2 separate regions of the Drosophila melanogaster genome follow, and region 2 is linked to region 1. The links are chromatin contacts, called in public targeted proximity ligation maps. All regions are on one chromosome and are shown on one strand. The core of a region is the stretch at or near the end of the contact, and the rest is flanking DNA. Distances in the headings are between cores, read along the strand shown.

The links.
Region 2: a targeted proximity ligation map of the Kc167 cell line shows a contact between it and region 1, with 7 times the contacts expected there.

What each region holds. Positions count from the first base shown.
Region 1 is chr3L:6,216,146-6,220,576 of dm6, forward strand. It overlaps LanA (Laminin A), which reads right to left and starts at 1,877. Exons shown (of 15, transcript NM_057269.3): 1 at 1,449-1,877; 2 at 958-1,104. The coding sequence starts at 1,670.
Region 2 is chr3L:7,155,184-7,159,614 of dm6, forward strand. It overlaps corn (cornetto), which reads right to left and starts at 1,890. Exons shown (of 8, transcript NM_168193.3): 1 at 753-1,890. CG8620 reads left to right here and starts at 2,916. Exons shown (of 2, transcript NM_144196.2): 1 at 2,916-3,331; 2 at 3,396-3,691. The coding sequence starts at 3,064. The coding sequence ends at 3,427. It overlaps Dscam2 (Down syndrome cell adhesion molecule 2), which reads right to left. Exons shown (of 21, transcript NM_168196.4): 21 at 4,016-4,431.

The sequences.
Region 1 (4,431 bases), core at 627-3,126:
GTCCACACATATACAAAGATACAGCCATGCGTTAATATCTTTGTACACAGGCGCACATGTTTGGTTTCAGAGATTTGTTTACTTTTCTGTGTTTTCATTAGTTTCACCCATGTGGAAGTTCATGATTTTGAAGCAAAAAAACGTCGATGTACATAATTCTGCAAATATGTATCTCACAAATTTAGCATTCGAGTTGCCAGCATTCCTGGTGTTTCGCAGTCTATATATAAACCAATGTCTCATATTCAGTTGCATTTTGTGAATTAGGAAAAGTGCAACTAAGGAATTAACACGAATGAGATCATGCTGAGCTGTTGAAATCTTAGCGCAATTATTCTCAAAATTAAATTCCCGACCTCGTGGATTACTCGCTTCCGTTGCAAGTGAGATAAGAACGTAGGCGAGTCCGAGGCACAACTTTTTATAGAACAAACTGAGAAACAATCTGATGATAAGACTGTAGTTTCTTGCGACTCGGGCCCATTATCAGGCTGCTCTCAATTCATATTTGTCGCATGCTGGTGTGCCTTAAGAAACATAATGCCTTTATCGCTAAAAAAAACCATTCCGAATGAACCGCTCGAAAAAGTCAATGCTCCGAGTCGGTTTCTAAGCAGCCTGTAAACCGAGAACTCCCATTCAAAAGTGTGTGTATGTATGTTCGTACATATCTCTGTGTATATTGTATGTAGGGACTGCTGACATACTGATAACCCACAACTCCAAAGCCTTCCCCTTTGCCAACAACAAATACTCGAGCTCAGCAACATTTTTTTCGTTCAGTTTTTGCTGTGTCGACGTCGACGAAATGAAAACCCATTAAAATTGTTTTCAAATTTTACGATCCGATCCCATCGGTCGAACCCGAAAACGAGTTGCATCCATCCACCGTCTCCCCGTCTCTATGCGTTTCTTAGGCGGATACCTTTGGTATCTTTTATGTTCTCTGCTGCTTACCTGTTCGAAGTTGATGGTCAAATTGACTTCATTGAATTTCATGCCCCTGGACAACGGAGGACTCTGCCACCAGGCCTCGGTGCCATCGATCGCGTTCTCTGGCGGATGATTCCTCTCCGGCACCGTGGGATCGCAGTAATCGCAGACCTACAAAAACGCAGAAAACACATGTTAGAAAAAGAAAATGGAATCCAAATTCAGTCCAGAGTATTTTTAGAGCCCAATTCGAATGTTCAACACATGTGGGGGACGTCTAAATGCAGTGCACACTTGAAATATAAAGTTTTGATTTTTAACTAAATAATAGTTTGAAGAAATTCTTAATTAAGTTGGATAACCAATATAATCGATTGTAATTTGTTATCTCTCCTGATTCAGCTTTATTTTGAAATTAAACATTAACTTTTTTTCAGTGTAAAGTTAAAGATTATCTCATCATGTGTGTATACTGAAAAGATTTTTGGGCGTTGCTGGATGTCGATTATAGTTACCTGTCCCTGGATAACTGAATAGTCGATATGATCGTGTTCCGTATTGGCTCCCACTAGTTTGCAGTAGAGCTCTGGTCCATCCGTATCCTGGCCACACGTAGCTGTGGCATAAATCTTCCTGCCCGTGGCCAGATTGAAATATGGTGGCGTTAGCTCCGCCTGGCAATAGGAGATGGCCAGGATTACTAGCAGAGCCCCAATGGAGGCCACTCCGTGCCCCATTGTGCCGAGAGTTCAAGCACCCGCGCTGCGATAACGACAGTCCTTTCTCCACGGACCACTTCCGGTTCTATCTCTTTCTTTCCCGGTTCACTTATGTATGTATTTCACTTTCTTATCTGCTGTATTTCACTTTTTTCACTGTTCTTTTCGTATTCCTTTGGTGGAGCTCATCCAACCGCACTGGATGGCTCTTCTCGAGCAACTGATGGCACCGCAGCGAGAAGTTTTCCTCGAGACCCCGAAAAATTTGATTTTGATAGTCGTCCGATCGGCTCTTTTCGTATGCCTTCGGCTTTTCTCGTCTTCGGCATTCTATACAGCTGAGAGAACGATAGTCTTTCCGACCCTATAATGTATTCACATCCTCTTATCCGTCTTATTTCAGAAAATTCTGAAGCCGGAATAAAAGATACGGATTATCGCCATTTGACTTATGAGGTTATATAATCATTTAAAATATATGTAATTGTATTTAATTTGTTCATTATATCAGCATTCTTCTTGGGTTCATCATAACCTAGGATAATACGAACGTTAGTTGCTAGGATTGTTAACTTAGTTCTATCACCTGTAACCAAAGTTACTTAAGACCAAGATTGTAACATCATTTCAATGCAGTTTGGTGCTTTTACTATCATCTCACATGAAATGTGTTTATAAGTTATAATGATAATTGTCTTTTGAGAATGCCCAAAAAATTTGACGAAAAATTCAAATTTCATGTGTGTTCCTTGATAAATATTCTTTCCTCATTACATCGCAGCACATCTAACTGGTCTCGCAGTTGGTGAGCAACTGATTAAACTGCAGCGAGAAGTTTTCCCGAGGCCCCAAAAGTTTTGGTGTTCGTAGTCGCTCGATCGGCAGTCGATCGGGTGCTCTTCTCTTTGGCACTTTAATTTAACTGAGAGAATGTCCGCTTATCCGATTTTGTTTTGCTCTGAACGTATGTTTACAAAATCTTTTCCAGCTATTTGTTTTTTTTCTCATTCGCCGGCCGGGCGGAATCGGAACAAAACAAAACGGAAAACCGGTTCGTTGTCATCGGGGAACGTTGTGGAATGGGTGAAACGCCTTCCGCTTATGAAGATTGACTTTAGCACTAAGAAAATGTATACTCTATCTTCTATTGAAATGTACTACTTTAAGCTTGAACGCTTGAAATAATCTCAACAATACTCCAGCCACAGCTTGATAAATTCATAGCGTTAAGCTGGGATAATTTCTTACTTTTAAGGGTTCTTAAATTGATAATATGGATAGAGCTTGTGAAAGAATTAAGCATTGATATTACAACACAAGCGATAGCTTAAAAGTACTGCTATTAGACACCGAACATTTTTATTAAGTTTTTATTGCAGCCTTTAACGTAATTTAATTTATATGTGCTTAGCCATTCGTGTAGCATTTAAAATCAAACTTATTTAAATGATTTTCCATTAAGCTATTGCCACCTTTCGTTTACCCAGAAGTGTAATAGCTTACTGAAGTAATTGTTGTTAAAGCAAAATAACTGCTACAAAACTCACTCAGGCCTGACCAAAGAATCGAAAATTGCGCACCTCAATTTTAGCCCACGATCGACAAAATCTTGAAGTTTATTGCTATACCGATTAAAAGAGCCAAATACAGAGACTAGCTAGCAGCAGCAACTATTGAAAATCACAATCACAGCTAAATATTGTGCAAAATTCATGACCAAAGTGTTGGGGCAATTCGGATTTCGCGTTTTGTATTTTTTTTTGGTAACTGTATTGGTTGTAGCCAAACTCGTTTTCCGCCGTTTGCAATGACATAAGTAAATGCATTGATAAAGACTGTGTCGAGTGTCAGAACGGCCAGTTCTTTTTATTTTTGGCCTCAATTGCTGCGCCTGCGCAGCAGCTTAAGCTTCTCAGCTTCTCATGGCTGTATGTAAACGAGTTCTGATGACGTAATTCGCATCGCGCGGTTCTGCGCCTTTGCCTTATGCAATACACGCAAATGAACATTGCCGAAAAAATTAATGGAAATATGTGCTTGTAAAAAAAACTCAGGAAAAAATTCGACGATTGCAACATTAACAAGAAGTTCTCGATTTGGCTTAGCCCACACAGCAGCTGCACAGTGGGCCATAAAGTATCAGATTCCGAAAAGTTTTCCATTTATATACAAAGTATTCAAAGCGATTATTTTTTTGAAATAAAAATAAATGTAATTTTTTCACATGTAAATAATTATATTATTAATCTGAAAATCAGGTAAGAGTTGCAAATAATTTTACAATAAACTCATTAAAATTCACCGACTCCAGAGTGACAAAAAATGCTTGCACGGTACAAAAAATAATGGAGAAAGATAATTAACAAAAACGTTGCATGCTTAATTGACACTCACTTGCTAAAAATATAATGTGTGTAAATAAGCACTTAAAAAAGAATAAATAGCTATTGCAACACCAGCAAAAAACTTTTTCTGCACAGTGGTGATGTGATATGTGATAAAAGATATCTGCATTTTGGCCAAATACGAAGTGAAATTACTGACTTGCACAGTGAGGCAAGTCCACATTTGCACATTTTGCGATTACACGGCCATTCATATTTCAATTTGACTTTATGTGCTAATTAGCCCATTAAAACCTCAACGCCTCTAAGTGGCACGACCTTTTCGCCAACCAATTTGCTCCACTGTGCCGCCTCTGCCCACGTCGACGTCAACGGAGCAGCTGCCGCTCACCAAATGATTTCACTTATTCGCGATTGCATGCCCAGATTCGTGT
Region 2 (4,431 bases), core at 640-3,139, 940 kb after region 1:
TCGTCGCTTCAAAATCGATTATCGCCGAAGTCATGCAACTGAAATTATATTCACCGCTTGCCACATCCATATATGTATGTACATATGTACATACGTATATACGCTTTTACATACAAAGTTAACGCTGCATAATGAAGCGGACTACGTGGCTAGGATACAAAATCCGGAAGCCCCTCAGTCCGGCGGTCCTGACCTTTTTAATTTCAGCTAAAAACCAAAGCCGCACGACGCCAACACACCTCTGACCCACCACAACCACCCTCTCGCCCACACGACGATGTGGCTTCAACATAAGACGCAGCTCATATTCGATAACCACTTTCTACCCGCCAATGAGTTACAGTGGAGATTGGGTAAGCTTAACTTTTATCCTGATACAAAAAACAAAATATTTGCTTAAATTTGGCTTGTTACATAAGCAAAACTTTCATTTTCTTCGTAAAGAAAATTAATTGTACTTAAATGCTATGGAAAAACTATAAAATTTTACACGTAAGAGCCATTTGCCTTTCCCCCATATCCCACATCCATTATAAAAAAATATAAAAAGGACATTAAGATTTGTTAATCGATTTCAATTTAAAACTGACATTAACAAACAAAAAAACGATGTATCAGTTGGTATTAGTAAACTTTCTAAGACCAAGTGAAGGCAATTTCTAATCAGTTTGTGCTCAAAGCGATATTCTCTGCAATTTAACTTAGAACTCGCAGAATGTTCTACTTAGTGGCGTTCCACTGTAGCTACTCACCCACGGAGCTGGAGTTGAAGGAGGAAAACTGTGCCAGCGGTTGAGGAGGTTGAGGCTGCTGCTGGAGTTTCGTTCGTTGATTCGCTCGTTTGCTGTTTTGTTTGTTTGTTTGTCGGATTGTTGCTGTCTTTGTCGCTCAGTTGTTGTTCCTTTGGTGGGCGACGATGGAAATGTCAGAGGGTCGCGGTATTGGTATTACGGCCTCCCAGGGCATTCTCTTTTCGCTTGAGTTTTGATTTTTTTTTTTGCTTTGCCTGATAATTCTATTATTGCTCTCGCTCTCTTGGGGGGGAGTGCAAAATAATGGATGGCAATTCGCGGACGGAAATTTGCGAATTTAGCGCGTCGCTTCAATTTTGTGCAAATTGAATGCACAAACACTGAGAAGTGGAGAGAAATTACTAACTTCGGCGTTCTCCCTGTCTCCCACACACACACATACACGTGCACGCGCGAAATTTCGTGACAGCTGCAGCTGGAGAAGAAGAAGAGCATGAATGATCGCTCAAGGACTCGGTATCGTCCTGCCGTTTCCTCTCTCTCTTTCTCTCTCTGGTTCACTTCCTTTTGTTGTTCCGTTTACCTAACACAACGGCTTATTTGTATTGTCAGGACCAACTCACACACACGCACATACACGTACACTAGCGCACTGCAGCTGAGCCCAAAGGAAAAATCGATGATGAATCTGCGAATTAAAAGTCTATAGCCGCACATCGATTAATCTGCAGCTGAAGCGAGTCGCTTTAATTTAGTTTTTCAGCCTTGTTTTTGCTGCTTACGAGGAAAAAGACAGCAAGGCTTCGTTGAAAAACCCGTTCGGCGCGCAGGAAAGTCGGAAAAACGAAAATCGTATAGCGGCTTGGTAACAAAACGCGCCCACTCGCGGAAAACAACAAGTTTAAATATTAATTAAATCGATTTATATTTACTAAATCATAATATACATCGCTATTACTTCATGTAGGCGAGCAGAAGCACACTCCACGTCGAATTTATTGTTCGTTTGCTTAAAAAATCAGTTTCAATTGCCGCAACTCCGTTGGCATTAAAGTTATAACGATGTTTCTTTAATAATATTTTTTAATGGTAACCGAAAAAACAGCGCGCGCTGCTGCGCTCTCCCGAAAAATTACAGAGAGAATGCGTTGCGAGCTGCTTATATAGATTTTTAAAATATCAGAGAAACCAAATGATGGTAATGTAAAAATACCAAAGCCGGGAAATCGCGTTTTAACAGTCTGTTAACAGTCTGGCGTATCACACTGTTAATTCTCTTCAGCGGTTAAATGTATCTATTGGATGCGCCAAATATATCTTATCCATATTAACAGCTATTTTGATTAAGAAAACTTAGACTCGTTTAGTTTTATTTAAAATTTTTTAATAGTTTTGAATTATTATACCTTTTGTCGATTTTTAAATATAAGTAAACGTAAGGAATGATTTTAACCGCTTGTGGTTAAGACTGCATATTTTGGCGGGCACAATTCAAAAGCAATCATGAAAATACCACAATAAAAATACTAGTCTCAAGCGGTAATGTCTTATACGTAGTCTTATACCTTAAAATTAAATAGCAGTTCTGTAAAATATTTAACCGTTTAGTATTTCTAAAATAATGTGCTAAACCTGATTTATGCAATTATTAAGATCCCAAAACATTTTCAAAAAATTGTGTAAATTTCTTAATACTTTATATTCTTAAAATTTTCGATGATTTAAAACGATAAAATAATTGTTTTAAAATTACACACTTGGACGAAATTCAAAATTAAAATTATATCAAAATAATGTCATATTTCACAAAATCGTAAAAAATAATAAAAGGTATGCTTATAAAAATACGCAGAATATTTATAATGCATATAATATGCAGAAATACAAAAGTAAGAAGAATTTCGCAAAAATATGAAATATGTTTGAGGTTACGTTCGGCAATGAAATTATGTAACATTAAAAACACGTGATCAATGGAAGTAATTTCCCAAAAACCCATGAATGCGATTTGGTTAAAAATAGCTCAGATGACGTCACATTTATCGTGTGGTTTGTATGAGTATGTGACTGATAAAGAAAGGCAAATGTTTACAGTCCGAAAGTCGCGATTAGCTTGGCGCCAAAGTTGCCTATAAAAGCTCATCGACCGAATGCCGCAGAAGCCAGTCAAATTCAAGTGTTCAAGTGAAGCAGTCGAAACATAAGCAACAGATTCCGCAGCAGTTATATCCAGTTCAGAGAAACAGTAGTTAATCAGTAATTAAAGTGTTGAGTGAATTTCTTATCGGGTCAGTTGTAAACTAGTGCAAAAATGTCGCAATCCGATAACGTGGCACGTGAGCAAACTGCGGCAAATGCAGGGCCGGATGCATGTCAAGGATGCCGCGGCCAATTGCCAAATGCCACGCCCGTGGAAGTCGAGGACATGGCCTTGCCGTCGATGGAGCGTCTCATTCGAAAGGCCAACATGGCCCAGAAAATGCTGAACGATGTGATGAAACAGATCCAGAAGCAGCAGCAGCAGGAATCTCAACTCTCCATCAAGGAGACCAAGTCCAAGCACCGCAGCTCCGATGGAGGTAAACGACGACACAGAGGACGCAAACATCATAGTCATAGTCATCACACTAGCTCATCTTCCAGTTCCAGTTCCGACCACAGTGACTGCGAGCTGATCCTGGCGGAGAAGGAGGGGCACATGCCGCGGAGAAGACACACGCGAGATGACCGCAAGCGGGATCGTTCCCGGTCTCGCGGTCGCTCCCGTGGTCACTCGCGTGGTCGTTCTCATGGGCGTTCTCGTTCCAGGTCCTACACCGATTCCCGACGATCTCGAGCACTACCCCTGGCTCTGCCCGTTCGGATTTCAGTGTGAGTATCTGGCTTCATTCAGTATTATTCAATATTCATTTTATATATTAAGTGCGCATAAAAAAACCAAAAAAAAAAAAATAATAAAATATATAAAATATGAAAAAAATATTCAAATGAATTCTTTTTAATGGAGGGTGGGCTTATCTTTATTTTGGGTGCAAATAATACATACTGTTCAGGTATTCAAGATAATAAGTTACATTCGTTGATGAAATGCTGATTTAATTTAGCATTCATATTTACCAAAGTTGTGAAATATTTGAACCATTTTTCTGAGAAAATAAAGTTCAAAGTTTTGGAACTGTAAAAAGAAGTTTTTATCTTACCTCCATCAGCCGATTAACAAATAAACAATCGTTTGTTATTTTTAAATATTTCTTATATTTTTTAAATGCCGTTTGTTTTTACATTAATAGTTTTTATTTTGTAGTTGTTGTGCTAATTATATGTTAAACATAAAAATTGTTTCTCCCTCTCGTATAATTACTCGGTTTGTTCTCGTTTTGATTGTGATCTATTAAGTTAATTTCATCTTTTGATTTGTAGACTTTGCTGTGAGTTTGCTCCTTGCAGTCGCAACTTTTCTGTTGTTCTTAATAAATTCGTAAAATTCGATGTTAAATGTAATAAACCATTTCATTGCTTCGTACAAATAAATGCATATAAAAACCGACTAAAATCGCGTTAATCGCTATATAAACAAAGAGTGCTGCTGGCTCGTAAATTTTCGATTTTGTTTTTTGCTTTTATTTCAAATGAGACACTAAAGAATTATGCTGTCTGGCTCGGGTTGGAATAAATTTTA